Linked DNA regions of Mus musculus: region 2 is linked to region 1. Evidence: chromatin contacts called from public HiChIP or PLAC-seq data. All regions are on one chromosome and are shown on one strand. The core of a region is the stretch at or near the end of the contact, and the rest is flanking DNA. Distances in the headings are between cores, read along the strand shown. Region 1 has its middle 38 kb from the start of Crabp1. Region 2 has its middle 23 kb from the start of Ube2q2.

The links. HiChIP or PLAC-seq counts read pairs in DNA pulled down with a chosen protein or histone mark.
Region 2: a contact with region 1 is called in a FOXA1 HiChIP or PLAC-seq map of pancreatic cancer cells. The contact joins two enhancer-like sites.

What each region holds. Positions count from the first base shown.
Region 1 is chr9:54,799,728-54,805,839 of GRCm38.p6, forward strand. No RefSeq gene overlaps it. Among named protein-coding and RNA genes, the nearest start is that of Crabp1, 38 kb to the left of the region's middle. Within about 2 kb of position 3,359, at least 106 of the 459 cell types and tissues checked have an H3K27ac peak or open chromatin away from gene starts, as enhancers often do. A contact at or near this core is called in pancreatic cancer cells, where this site is marked.
Region 2 is chr9:55,123,521-55,129,632 of GRCm38.p6, forward strand. No RefSeq gene overlaps it. Among named protein-coding and RNA genes, the nearest start is that of Ube2q2, 23 kb to the right of the region's middle. Within about 2 kb of position 2,706, at least 57 of the 459 cell types and tissues checked have an H3K27ac peak or open chromatin away from gene starts, as enhancers often do. A contact at or near this core is called in pancreatic cancer cells, where this site is marked.

The DNA.
Region 1 (6,112 bases), core at 2,109-4,608:
GACTGAGCATAACCGCTCAAAATCAAACACGACTGAGTATCAAAACTGTCACCCTGTCAACCAAGACCCCAACATCAATAAGTCAGGACTGCCCTCATTTGCACAGTAGGAATTGCATGTCAGGAACCTCAGGAAAAGCCACCATAGCCCATCTACTTCTGTACCTTTATTCCTGCCTTGGTCCCCCACACTGTTACAATGTATAAAATAAACTCAGCTTTTTCTTCTCTGGCCTGACTAGGGTGAATTCACTCACCACCTGCCAATCCCGCACTGCAGGAGGGGCATGCCACACTAACTTATCTCCCTACAGGGAGACATAAAATTTGCCTGTCCATAAAGCATTTTATTATTCAGTCTGAACACTGTGTTTCATCGCCGTGTAGCATGTGTCTCGTTATACCAGACACTAACATGTATCTGAAAATGAAATTCTGGAAGGTTACCCTGGCTTGTGGAATGCCTGCAGTGTGGTCTTGGAATGGTGGATATCCGAGCCCTAGCTCTGCATTCATGGAGCCCTTAGTGGGAAGAGGGGGCTTGTGCACTGTGGTAGAGGTGGTGTCGATGGTCCTCACTGTGCTAGCTGTTTCTCTGTGTTGTAGGCTGGAGAGGAAAACCCTGAAGTCAAGGTCAAGGGCAGAGTTGAAAACCCTCAGTGAGCAGAAAGAGAATTCTGTGCTAAATGAGTAGAGACCTCGAGTGTTCTTCTCCCCGCCCACTGGCCTCTCTTCTCTTCTCTTTTTAAAATTCCCCACAGCTTTGTTCCTGGCTTTTCTCCGGGAACTGCTTCTCATATGTGAGCATGCCTGAAGATCACCTGGGGATCTTGTTAAAATGAATCTGATTCCATGGGCCTGGACTGAAGCACCATCCTAGCAAGCAGCTGGCTGATGCTGGCGCTGGCTGCTGGTGGACCACACTCAAATGGCTGCTGGTGGACCACACTCAAATGGCTGCTGGTGGATCACACTCAGAATACCATGAGGCTAGAAACACATCATCAAGTATGGTAGCCACCAAGTGTATGTAACTGAAGTCCAGGGAAATTGCAAATGCAATTCATTTCTCACTGGCACTAGCCACATGTTGAGTGCTCCACAGCCCTACGTGGCTATGGAGAGGCTAATGCTGCTCCCTCCACAGAACGGCGAGGTTGTTGGAACTACAGCCCTAAGGTGATGTGTTAACTATCCCTGTCATGGGGCTGTGTCTCAGAATAGGCAAAACTCAAAAGTGAGAATGTGGCTCAGTTGGTAGAGTGCTTGCCTAGCATGCAAAAAGTCCTGGGTTTGATTCCCAGGACCAAATAAACAAAGCATGCTGCCACACAGTGACCCCAGCACTTGGAAAGTGGAGGCAAGAGGATCGTCTTCAACTACATAGTTTAAGGCCAGCTTGGGTTTCAGAAGACTCTGTCTCAATCTCCCCTCCCTGAAAACAAAACAAAACAAAACAAAACAAAACAAAACAAAACAAAACAGGCAAAATGCCATGCCATAGTAACACACAGGTGCAAGATGGCATCAGGTGCACAGGAAGTACTCAATCTAAAGCCGTTTTCTATCTCCTTATTCACATCCATTGGTCAGAAACTTGGTGAGCAACTGTCACAGCAGAGTCATTCTGCAAGTCGGGGGATGATGGGAGCAGGGAAACTGCCGGAGAACTAAGTCAGTTCTTCACAGATTGGAGCAATCAAGAAGTGCAGCCCAGCTCCCTCCTCTTATTAAACCCATCCGAGGCCCTGCAATTGCTGCACCGACTCAGCAAAAAGTTCTCCAGCTGGGGAAGGAGGGGGGGCGGGAGAGACATTTTCCAAGAATGCCTTTCATGTGGACTCAGAGCTGCCATTTTCCCAGCAATTCTGTGAACCAGGACCTGGGGGCAATTTCCCCAAGCACAGTTGCTGTGCACGTGGCTGGCTTTAGAGAGCACATAACGGAGAGGCAGGGGCATAACTGTAACCAACGGGGACAGGCCCAGGCAAGCCTCCCTCTTCCGTTCCTGGCCCAACAGGGTGGGACTAGCCCCAAGGATTAGAGCAGCTGCTGTCAGGTGGATAGCTGCTGGCCCCAAGTGAAGCAGCAAGAAGCTGCCACCGGGACTGACTCCAGGTAAGGGCTCTACTGATTCACGTGGGAACAGCAAGCCTCTGGCCTCACTGACATACAGAGATGACCCTGTCTCTCACACTGAGTCAGCACGAACTCCAGCCAATCCCTGGATCCACAGCTGTAATTCAGATGGAAAGAACACTGAGATACGAGACTTGGAGGAGCCGAAGTCAAAGTCTCCCTCTGGTCCCAAAGTCTCCCACCTTGAGCTCGGTCTCCTGGCCACTTTAGGGTCTCAGTTTACTTTTATGTAATAAGAGAGATTCTCTCTCTCTCTCTCTCTCTCTCTCTCTCTCTCTCTGTGTGTGTGTGTGTGTGTGTGTGTGTACCTGGTGTTCAATAAATGTTGATGTAACCCTTCCATATTTTCAAGATACCAGTGGTCATATGTTGACCTAGTTCTTGTCCTTACTAAGCAGACTGTGTGGACAGGAAGACAGATACTAGTCAGTGAATCACATGAGACAGTGCACAGTGACAACAGCAGGTTCAACAGCAGGACATAGTGAAAATTTGCAGCAGAGGACCTGACTTCCCTGAACATAGCATGTCTAAGTTGAGCACTCAGAAGTAATGGGGTGCATTAGGCAGATAGAAGAGGGGCAACAATCTAGGCTCTAGAAACAGCACATGCAGAGGCTCTGAGGCAAGAGAGTATTCAGCAGCCAGGGCCAGAAAGGGGGGTCAGTCTAAATGATGGAATTAGGTGGCCTGTGGTGAGAAGAGAGCCTAGAAAGGGGTGAAGCTAAAACTGTGTGCTGGATGATAAATGCCAAGCCAATTATATATGCTTCCAACCTCAAGGAGCTTATGATTCACCCAACGGGATAACTATTGAGTTTCTTGTCAATATTCTTGGGTGTGTCAGGTCTATTATTGCATCTTGGGCCATGGCCTATAAGAAATTAAGGCAGTGTCTAACTTATCCAGTTGGAATTTCTACAAACCACCAACCTCTCAATGTATACACAGTCCAGCTGCGAGGAATGGAGAGCAGCCGAGAACCAGCTTCCAGAAAGTTTAAGGATGCCCAGGGGAGAATGAGCCCAATCTGCCTTTTTCCTGCCACATCTCTGTGAATCACATCCATTTGCTGCTGACTGCACAAATGGTTTGCATTAGGGGGACCATGGTCTTGTCTTTTCTGCTTTTATTCTTTCCAGATGAGGCTAGACTGGCAGGCCTAGCAGGATGGAGGAGTGGGGTGATTGATCGGCAGCCAATCCAAGGAGCCTTGGAGGGGTCAGAGGGGAGTGTCCAGCCTCAGGCTAAGGGAGGTGGAACCCCCTTTTAGCCATTCCTGCACATCTTTGTTCTGTCTGGGTGTGGCAGTTTGGTGACCTCACAGTAGTGACTAAAGAGGGAACAATGGCACTAATTCTTTAGTATTGAGCAATCATCCTGTTGGGAGAATCTAAGTCTACACACTTGTCAATAATCCTAAATGGACTCAGTTTCGGGGGGGAGGGGTGTCCCCATTCTGGGAGGTGGGAGGAATGTGATATTGGTTAATCTGATGTCTTCCTGAATTGTGCTGAACTCCTGGAAGGGCTGTGAAGGAAATGGGCATGGGGTGACTGCATACCCAGCCGTGCTTCTCACTAGGCCTGGGAGATGGCCCAGTGAGTAAGAGCACTTACTATATAAGTAAGTGCCTGAATCCCCAGAAAAAAAAAAACCTAAAAAGCCAGGATGTGGCTGCACATGCCTGTGGCCCCAGCACTGCAAAGGGCAGAGCCAGAGACATCTGCAACTTGCTGCCTGCCAACAGAGCTAATCAGCCAGTTCTGGGTTCAGTGAGAGACCCAGTCTCGAGGGAATAAAGTAGAGAGTGATAGAGAAGGACACCTGATGTCCTCCACTAGCCAACACACATACACAGACACCCATGCGCGCACACACATTCACACACAAACAAACACACTCTCACATACATATACACACACACACACATTCACACACATATCACACACACATTCTCTCACACATACACATTCACACACAAACACACTCTCACATACATACATACACATACATGCACACACTCTCTCACAAACATATCACACACACATTCTCTCTCACACACACACTCATATACATTCACACACACACACACACATGAAGCAGTGTTATATACCATAAAGATTCTCTCCTCCACCCAGCAGCAGCACAGGTCCTTTCCGCAAACCAGTGACTTGTCTTTCTGAGGCCCCAGGACACAGGGGCCACACCATGTCATTCTTGATCACATAGGACACAAAGGTGGCACTATCAAGCTGTACCAAAGGAGCTTGGATAAGGCTTGGCTGACCTCCTGCCACTGGCCTGGACTTCATAGCTCCCAGTCTCCTTTCCTACCTCCCAGCCAATAACTTTTCTCTCCGAGGAACTGAGAGCCCACTCCCACTCACCCTCACCTCAACCAGTGCACCCAAGACTCCAGGGGCTTTGCTGTGCCATTCCTCCACTCAAGCTGTAAGGGGATAATCTTTGGGCTGGTAGACTCAGGGGAGAGCCAAGGCAGAGGGATTGTTGGAGGTCAAAACTAAGATGTCAGCTGCTTTGTCAAGTACTGAATTACAACCCTTACCGAGGACTCAGCACATGGCTGGTGGCTGTGTTAGTGCCAGAAAGCTGTGACTGCAGAGCGTACAGCTCCGTGTCACACCCACTGAGCTCAGATTGAGCTGTAAGGCCTGTGCGTCAAAGGAGAAGCTTCTGGAAGCTTCTGGGATCCTTGCAGTCACTGTGTCATACACAGCCAACTGGCCCAGCCAAGCACAGCCTCCAGATACACTGGTCACCTCAGACACTCTGCCAGCTGCTAACACCAGGAGTAAAAATGGTTCCCGTTATCTCTGATTACACACTGGCTGGGAATTCCTTGACAGTTGGATTATATCTTTGGAAGCAATTTCTGTGGAGATTTACTTCATTCTATCCATACTGCCGTCTTGCTGGACCTTAGACGCTTGTAATTACCCCAGGGCCATTGCACACACTTTTCCTTGGGCTCAGAGGATATTTCTCCTGCTAGATAGCCACAGAGCTTCAAGCAGTTGATCAATTGCCATCTGACCAGTGAGGCCTCCCCTGACCAAATTATTTGAGATTGTTTTCCAGCCCCCTCCGCATTCTTTCTTCTCTTCCTCACCAGATTCTCCAAAGCATTTATGACCATACGTCCTACCTACGTTTATTGTCTTCCCCTTCTGGAAGGATTTGATTCTGGCAATTGGTCATGAATGAAAGGAAGGGAAGGAGATGGGGAAAGGATTTCCCAGGAGCTTCCTGTCTCCTTCCCACTGTATCCATAAAGCACTAAAGCACAGAGAGGTTAGATGCCTTAGCCAAGAACACACAGCTATTCAGTAGACGAAGGTAATCTCTCTTTCTTTCTCTCTCTCTCTCTCTCTCTCTCTCTCTCTCTCTCTCTCTCTCTCTCTGGCTTTCCTAGTTTTTGAGATAGAGTTGAACTTAGCACATTACTTCAATCTCAAGGAAGTCCTCTTGTCTCAGCTTCCCAAGAGCTGAGATTACAAATGTGCACCCAAATATCCTGGATCTTTCTTCACATTTTGTTTGTTTGTGTGTGTGTGTGTGTGTGTGTGTGTGTGTGTGTGTGTGTGTGTGCGCGCGCTGTGGCACACATGTGGAGGTCAGAGGACAACTTTCAGGAGTCAGTTCTCTCCTTCCACCTCTAGTTTCTGTGGACAGAATCAGGTCGTCAGCTTTGCCATGGGCTCCACATGTTTCCAGCACCCCTAACCCCTTTCTTTCCTGTCATGGTGGAACCCCTTTCACCCTTCCCAGTATGGCTTCTAGACTTCCCCAGGAAATCTTTGTTGGTACTCTGGGTTGAGAGCTGTCTTTCCTTTTAACCAAAGCTCACACAGTTCCTGCCCCCATCAAAACTCTGGACAGAACGTGTTTCATATGTGGTTGTTTCTATGTTAGAGAACATATATGTTGAGAGCCAAGCTAGGGATTGGCAC
Region 2 (6,112 bases), core at 1,456-3,955, 320 kb after region 1:
GTCACTGTTAGAACTGTAGAGGGGAGGCGGACCCACAGAGTCCATTGATACATTAGTATTCTGTCCAACCATTATAAGCTATAACTTTCTATAAGGAGGAAACGTCTTACAGGTGCCAGAAAGCTCACTGAAACTGACACAGGGGAATGTCCCTGGCTCAGGTTCTATCTGAACACTGAAAGCAGTGGACTCAAGGGGACTGGTACTTAGAAGAAGGGGGACATGCTGGCTCTCATATGACCTTGGATGAGTCAGCCTCATAAAGGACAGGGAATAACCAAACTTTTGCTTCTTTGCCTGGTTGCCCTTGATCTTGCTGGCAAGTTCATCTATCCTGCTGCTGAGCCATTCCTTCCTGGTTTTAGAACCTATTTCTTTGGGATTCAAATGAATACTGAAGACCAGCTGAGACATCCAGCCTCATGGACTGAACAACTGCTGTGTTCTTGGCCTTTCTGTCAGGACACAGTATTGTTGGATTAGTCAGACCACAGCCTGTAAGCCACTCTAATAAATCCCCTTTTGATAATATATATATACACACATATACATTCATATACATATACCACCTATATTGTTGGGTCTGAAACTCCGAAACAACCCAAACAGGCACAAGAGTCCAGCAAAGCAAGATCTTTATTTGAATTAGGCAGCAAAAACTGACCAGTCAGGGGCAACAGCACAGACTCGGGAGCTAACTGTGTTGCACACATTCATCTTAGTATTTAAGCAGATAACAAAAATATCTTGTACTCAGGCACCTACTGATTGATCAGGGCTGCAGAACCGACTTGGGAGCTGGACTGTGACCCCCTGAGCCACGTTGTTATAGAGTTTGTAAGCTTGAACCCCACAAACATCTGTACCATGCTATAGTTACAATTTTTCATCAGTCAGAATAATTTGTTCTTTAGTGGTTAGGAACAACCATTACGTTTTTGGGGAACAAAAGAATAAGGAGAAAATTGGATAGCCATATGGAAAGGTCCCCTAGAGTCTAGGAACTTGAACTTAATTTTATCTTATCAATTTAGTATGATAAAATATTTAATATGATCAAATTGAGTCTGAAAACAAAATGGCAGTACTTAGGACAAGTCTCATTTGTTTGATATATATATCAGTCTGTTCTTTCAAGCAGTGGTTTTTATCTTAACACTATGACCCTTTAATACATTTCCTCATTCTATGATGACCCCAACCATAAATTATTTTGCTGCTACTTCATAACTGTAATTTTGCTACTGTTGTGAATCATAAATATCTGATATGCAGGATATCTAGTATGCGACCCCCATGGTGGTCAGGACCCACAGGTTGAGAACTACTGCTCTAGAGACTCCTGACTGAAGCATAGAGGGTGCAAATAAGGTTTATCTTGTGCTCTGATAGAATGGCTGCATAGAGAACTATGTAAGAAAGGATTCTAAAATAGACCAGGCTTACTGGTGCACTATTCTGTGATTGATTAGCAATGCCTACCATGGGCATAGGCTTGGAGACAGGAGTATGCACCAAACATCTGCCAGCTCTAGAAAAAAATGCCAGTCCCCACTTCTCCAGAGCTGGTATGCATCACTTTGACTAGCTTTTTTTGTGGCTGCTGAGGTCCCAAACTCAGGTCTTCGTGTTTGTGTGGTACTTTACCAGCAGAGCCAACTCCTTCCCAAACTAGTGAGCAAATTTTGTTTGTGTCTTCTAAGTGCCAGAAATCTCACTGAACTTGCAACAGGAGTTTTCCTGGCTCAGGTTCTATGCACAGCTGTTCTTGGAAGGGCTGTGTATTTGTTTGCTTGGTACCGAGAATTGAACAAGTGTGTACTCTGCCACCAAGCCATAGCTGCAGCCCCAGGAGGGTTCTTTAAATTGGAGCTTTAGGAAAGTAACAGGAGGAAACAGTTATTACAGATGATGTTTTCAGCTTTACTGAAAATTCTAAAATAGTTCATAATTTCTGGCAGAGATCTTTGAAAGCAGATATTTTTTTCCCACTTTACTAACAGAGAACTGGATTTGAGTAGTGACCTGGTTCATGATGGAACCTCATTATTGATACATATAGACACATTTTAATATATTCTGCGGTGGTTTGTGTGAGAATGGCCACCATAGGCTCATATGTGTGAATATTTCCCAAAGGTCCATTATGTTAAAGACCTGGTCCCTCGTCTACAGTGTTTTGGGGAGACATAAAACTCTAAGATGGGGGTGGGTAGTGGAAGGAAGTTTCGTCAATGCAGATATGTCCTTGAAGGAGATATGTGGTTTGTCCTCCCTGTCTCTTTTGCTTCCTGACTACCATGAGGTTTCCCGACTGAAACCTACAAAGCTCTGAGCCAGGATGAACTTCCTGTTTTTTTAAGGTGATCATCTCCGGGATTTTACTATAACTTGACAAGCTGGGATGGGAAGATGACTCAGCAAAGCGCCTGCCAGTCCGGCATTAGGGCCTGACTTTGGAGACTCCGGGACATGTATGGCAGCTCATGCCTGTAACCTCAGCCTTGAGGTAGGGTGAGGGCGAAGAGTGACAGACTTCCTCAAGCTCATTGGTCAGCCAACCTAGCCAAATGGATGGGTGTCAGGTCCCATGAGTGAGTCTGTCTCAAAAACTAAAGGTAGAGAATGCTATAGGAAAACACCTCGCACTGGCCTTGGGCCTCCACATGTGTGTGGACATGCAGTCATCCCTTCCTCACCATGCACACAAATAAATACAGGGGAAAAAATGGAAGGCTGACCATCATACCACTACGACCATTTTCAAGTGTGCAGTTCAATGGTATAAAATACACTAAAAGTGCTAAGCAAACAGTTTCTAGAATCATCTTCACCATGCAAAACTAAAACTACCTACTAAATAACTCCTGAGCCCTCTTCCCTGACCTGCCAGACACTCTGTTTTTCTGTGTTTGACTAAACATCTCAGATAAGGTGAGTCAGACAGGATGTGGTTTTTTGTGAGTATACTTACTTAGTGTGGTATCCTCAAGGTCTGTCCCTGTTGTAGTATGTCACAATCCTTTCCCCTTTTATGGACAAATAACATCCCATTGTATGAATGAATGCCTTTGTTTCTTCATCCATCGTGGGTACCCAGATTGCTTCCATCTTTTGAGCATATTTTTAAAAGATTTATTTATTTATTTACTTATTTATTTATTTATTTATATGTAAGTACTCTCCAGAAGAGCACATTAGATCTCATTACAGATGGTTGTGAGCCACCATGTGGGTACTGGAAATTGAACTCAGAACTTTTGGAAGAGCAGTCTAACCACTGAGCCATCTCTCCAGCCCCTTTTGGGCATTTTGAATAGGCCTTTTACATCAAGAGAAATTATAAGCATTAATGTGGAACTACAAGGCGCTCTGCTGTGAGGGTGGGTGTGCCACGCTCCCTCTGCCAGTCCCTTGTGGTACAGTTTTGTTTGTTTCATCTTTGTATAACCCCACAGTATAGCCATGCAGCCCATCTCCCCAGCTGTTTCCTGGGCTTTATAAAGAATGTGGTCCTTTCCTTCCTTGGGGAGTTTGCCTTTTTCACCTACTGCCATTGCTAAGGTTTATATTTCCCACTATATTTCATTATATTTTCATTGCTGTGTGACACATCAGAGTGCACAGAGCCCAAGGCCGCTCACACTGACATTTGGGTATGAGTTGGTGTAGCCACTTTGGAAAGCAGCTTGCCACTACTTCAAGAGGTCAATATTCCTGTACTTTGTACCCTGGCAGTGTCTCTCTTAATGGAGAAGCTCCTGCCTGTGTAAAACCTGAGATGTGTTTGCAGAATGCCACCAGCAGTTCTGATGGCAGCATCAAAATCACCAAGCAAGAGCAACTGACTGGGTGGTCGTGCAACAGAAAGGCTTTCATCCCTGTGGTGGTTTGCATATGCTCGGCCCAGGAGTGGCACTATCAGAAAGTGTGGCCTTTTTAGAGTAGGTGTGTCACTGTGGGTGAGGGCTTTAAGACCCTCATTCTAGCTGCTTGAAGCCAGCATTCTGCTAGCAACCTTCAGATGAAGATGTAAAACTCTCAGTTCCTCCTGCACCATACCTGCCTGGATGCTGCCATGTTCCCACCTTGATGATAATGGATGGGACCTGGGAACCTGTAAGTCAGCCCCAATTAAATGTCCTTTATAAGATTTGACTTGGATGTAATTCACAGACCATATGAAGCTCAAGAAGAAGGAAGACCAAAGTGTGGATGCTTCAGTACTTCTTAGAAGGGGGAACAAAATATTCACCGGAGGAAATACAGAGACAAAGTGTGGAGCAGAGACTGAAAGAAAGGCCATCTAGAGACTGCCCCACCTGGGGATCCAGCCCATATACAGTTGCCAATCCCAGACACTATTGTGGATTCCTGGAAGTGCTTGCTGACAGAAGCCTGATATGGCTGTCTCCTGAGAGGCTCTGCTAGAGCCTAACAAATACAGAAGCAGATGCTCACAGCCAACCATTAGACTGAGTGCGGGGTTCCTGATGGAGGAGTCAGAGAAGGGACTGAAGGAAAGGAGGGGGTTTGCTGCCCTGTGAGGGGAGCAATAGCATCAACCAGCCAACCCTCCCATCCACCCCACCCCCCAGAGCTCCCGGGGACTGGACCACTCCGGCCATACATGTGGCAGAGGATGGCCTAGTTGGACATCAGTGGGGAGGAGAGGCCCTTGGTCCTGTGAATGCTGGATCCTCCAGTGTAGGGGATGCCAGAGCAGGAAAGGGGGAATGGGTAGGTGAGGGAGCACCCTAATAGAGGCAAGAAGAGGGGGGAGTGGTAGGGGGATTTTGGAGGGGAAACCTGGAAAGGGGATAACAGAAAATATCCAATAAATTAAAAAAAAAAAAAAGACTTGACTTGGTCATAGTGTCTGTTCGCAGCAGTAAAACCCTGACTAAGACAATCCTGTTGCCTTTCCTTCAGTCATGCAATGCCAGCATTATTCCTGTAATTAACTTGAGAGCAGATGTCTTGTAGCCATTGATACTTTGGTGACAGTCCTACTTAGCTACAGGACAATTGTTACAGACCCAAACAGGGACAGGGAAGATGAGCCTCCCCAGGGCCCACTGAGCAAGCAGCCAGGTCATGGGGAGGGGCCACAGAGATCGAGAGAAATGTGTACCTGTGGGAAATAGACACGTTGCAAGTCAGTCTTCACAAATACTTCAGTCACTCAGGTGAGTCCAAGTGGCACTTGTCACCTCAAAATGCTGTGAAGTCTATTGGGGTAACCGTTTACGCAGCACCCAGTGTACCTGACAGTGTGCTGTCATATTGATTTTGTTATGTCCTCATCGCTGTGCAAGAGTTCATGACAGTGCACCGCAACAGGCTATGTTATCTCCATCCATAGACGAGGAAGTCAAGACTCAGCATGGTCAAGCAACTCCTTAAGAGTCACACAGCTGGAGAACAGCTGACTCCGAAACTGCTCTACCGGTAAAAGCAATCATTGCCTGAGAGCTCGGGGCAAGCTCTCTCCCAGTAAATCTTTCTCTACATGCTCTAAACATAGCAAGCCCTCATTCTTCATACAGTGAACAAAACCAGCAGCTCTTCCTTTTCAGAGACAATTTTAAGGGCAGCCTCTAGGGCAATGTTCCAAGCCAGAAGAACTCTCCTCCACATCAGGCTCTGCAGGAGGGCCCTGGTGTGTCCATGTATGGAAGGATTCCCCAAGGTGGCCTTCTGGCCTCCAGCACTGTCCTCAGATATGGGTCAAAGGCAGCACAGCACAGCCCGTTCACATCCATTGCAGGAGCCCACTTGGCCTTTCAACTAGTTTTCAAAGACGCCCTGAGCAGCAGGCGATGTGGTGATACTGTCTGACTCCATTGAGCTCCTAAGGTGGACAACCCCTCCGAGTCTCAGAGCTGAGCACGCCATCTGTACATACAGCCCCGGGCCATGTCCCAGACCGTCTTCTGGTTAAACACATGTTATCCCTCTGCTTCGCTCTCACAGATGGCTGGAGCTGCCAGAGGTCCCTGAAGATGTGCAGCCTGGGCCTGTCTTAGTTACATCACCCAAGAGATGCCTGTAGGTGACTCCATTTCCTTCCCTTGGTTCAGTGACTCCCTTTAGAGTGTGTGTGTGTGTG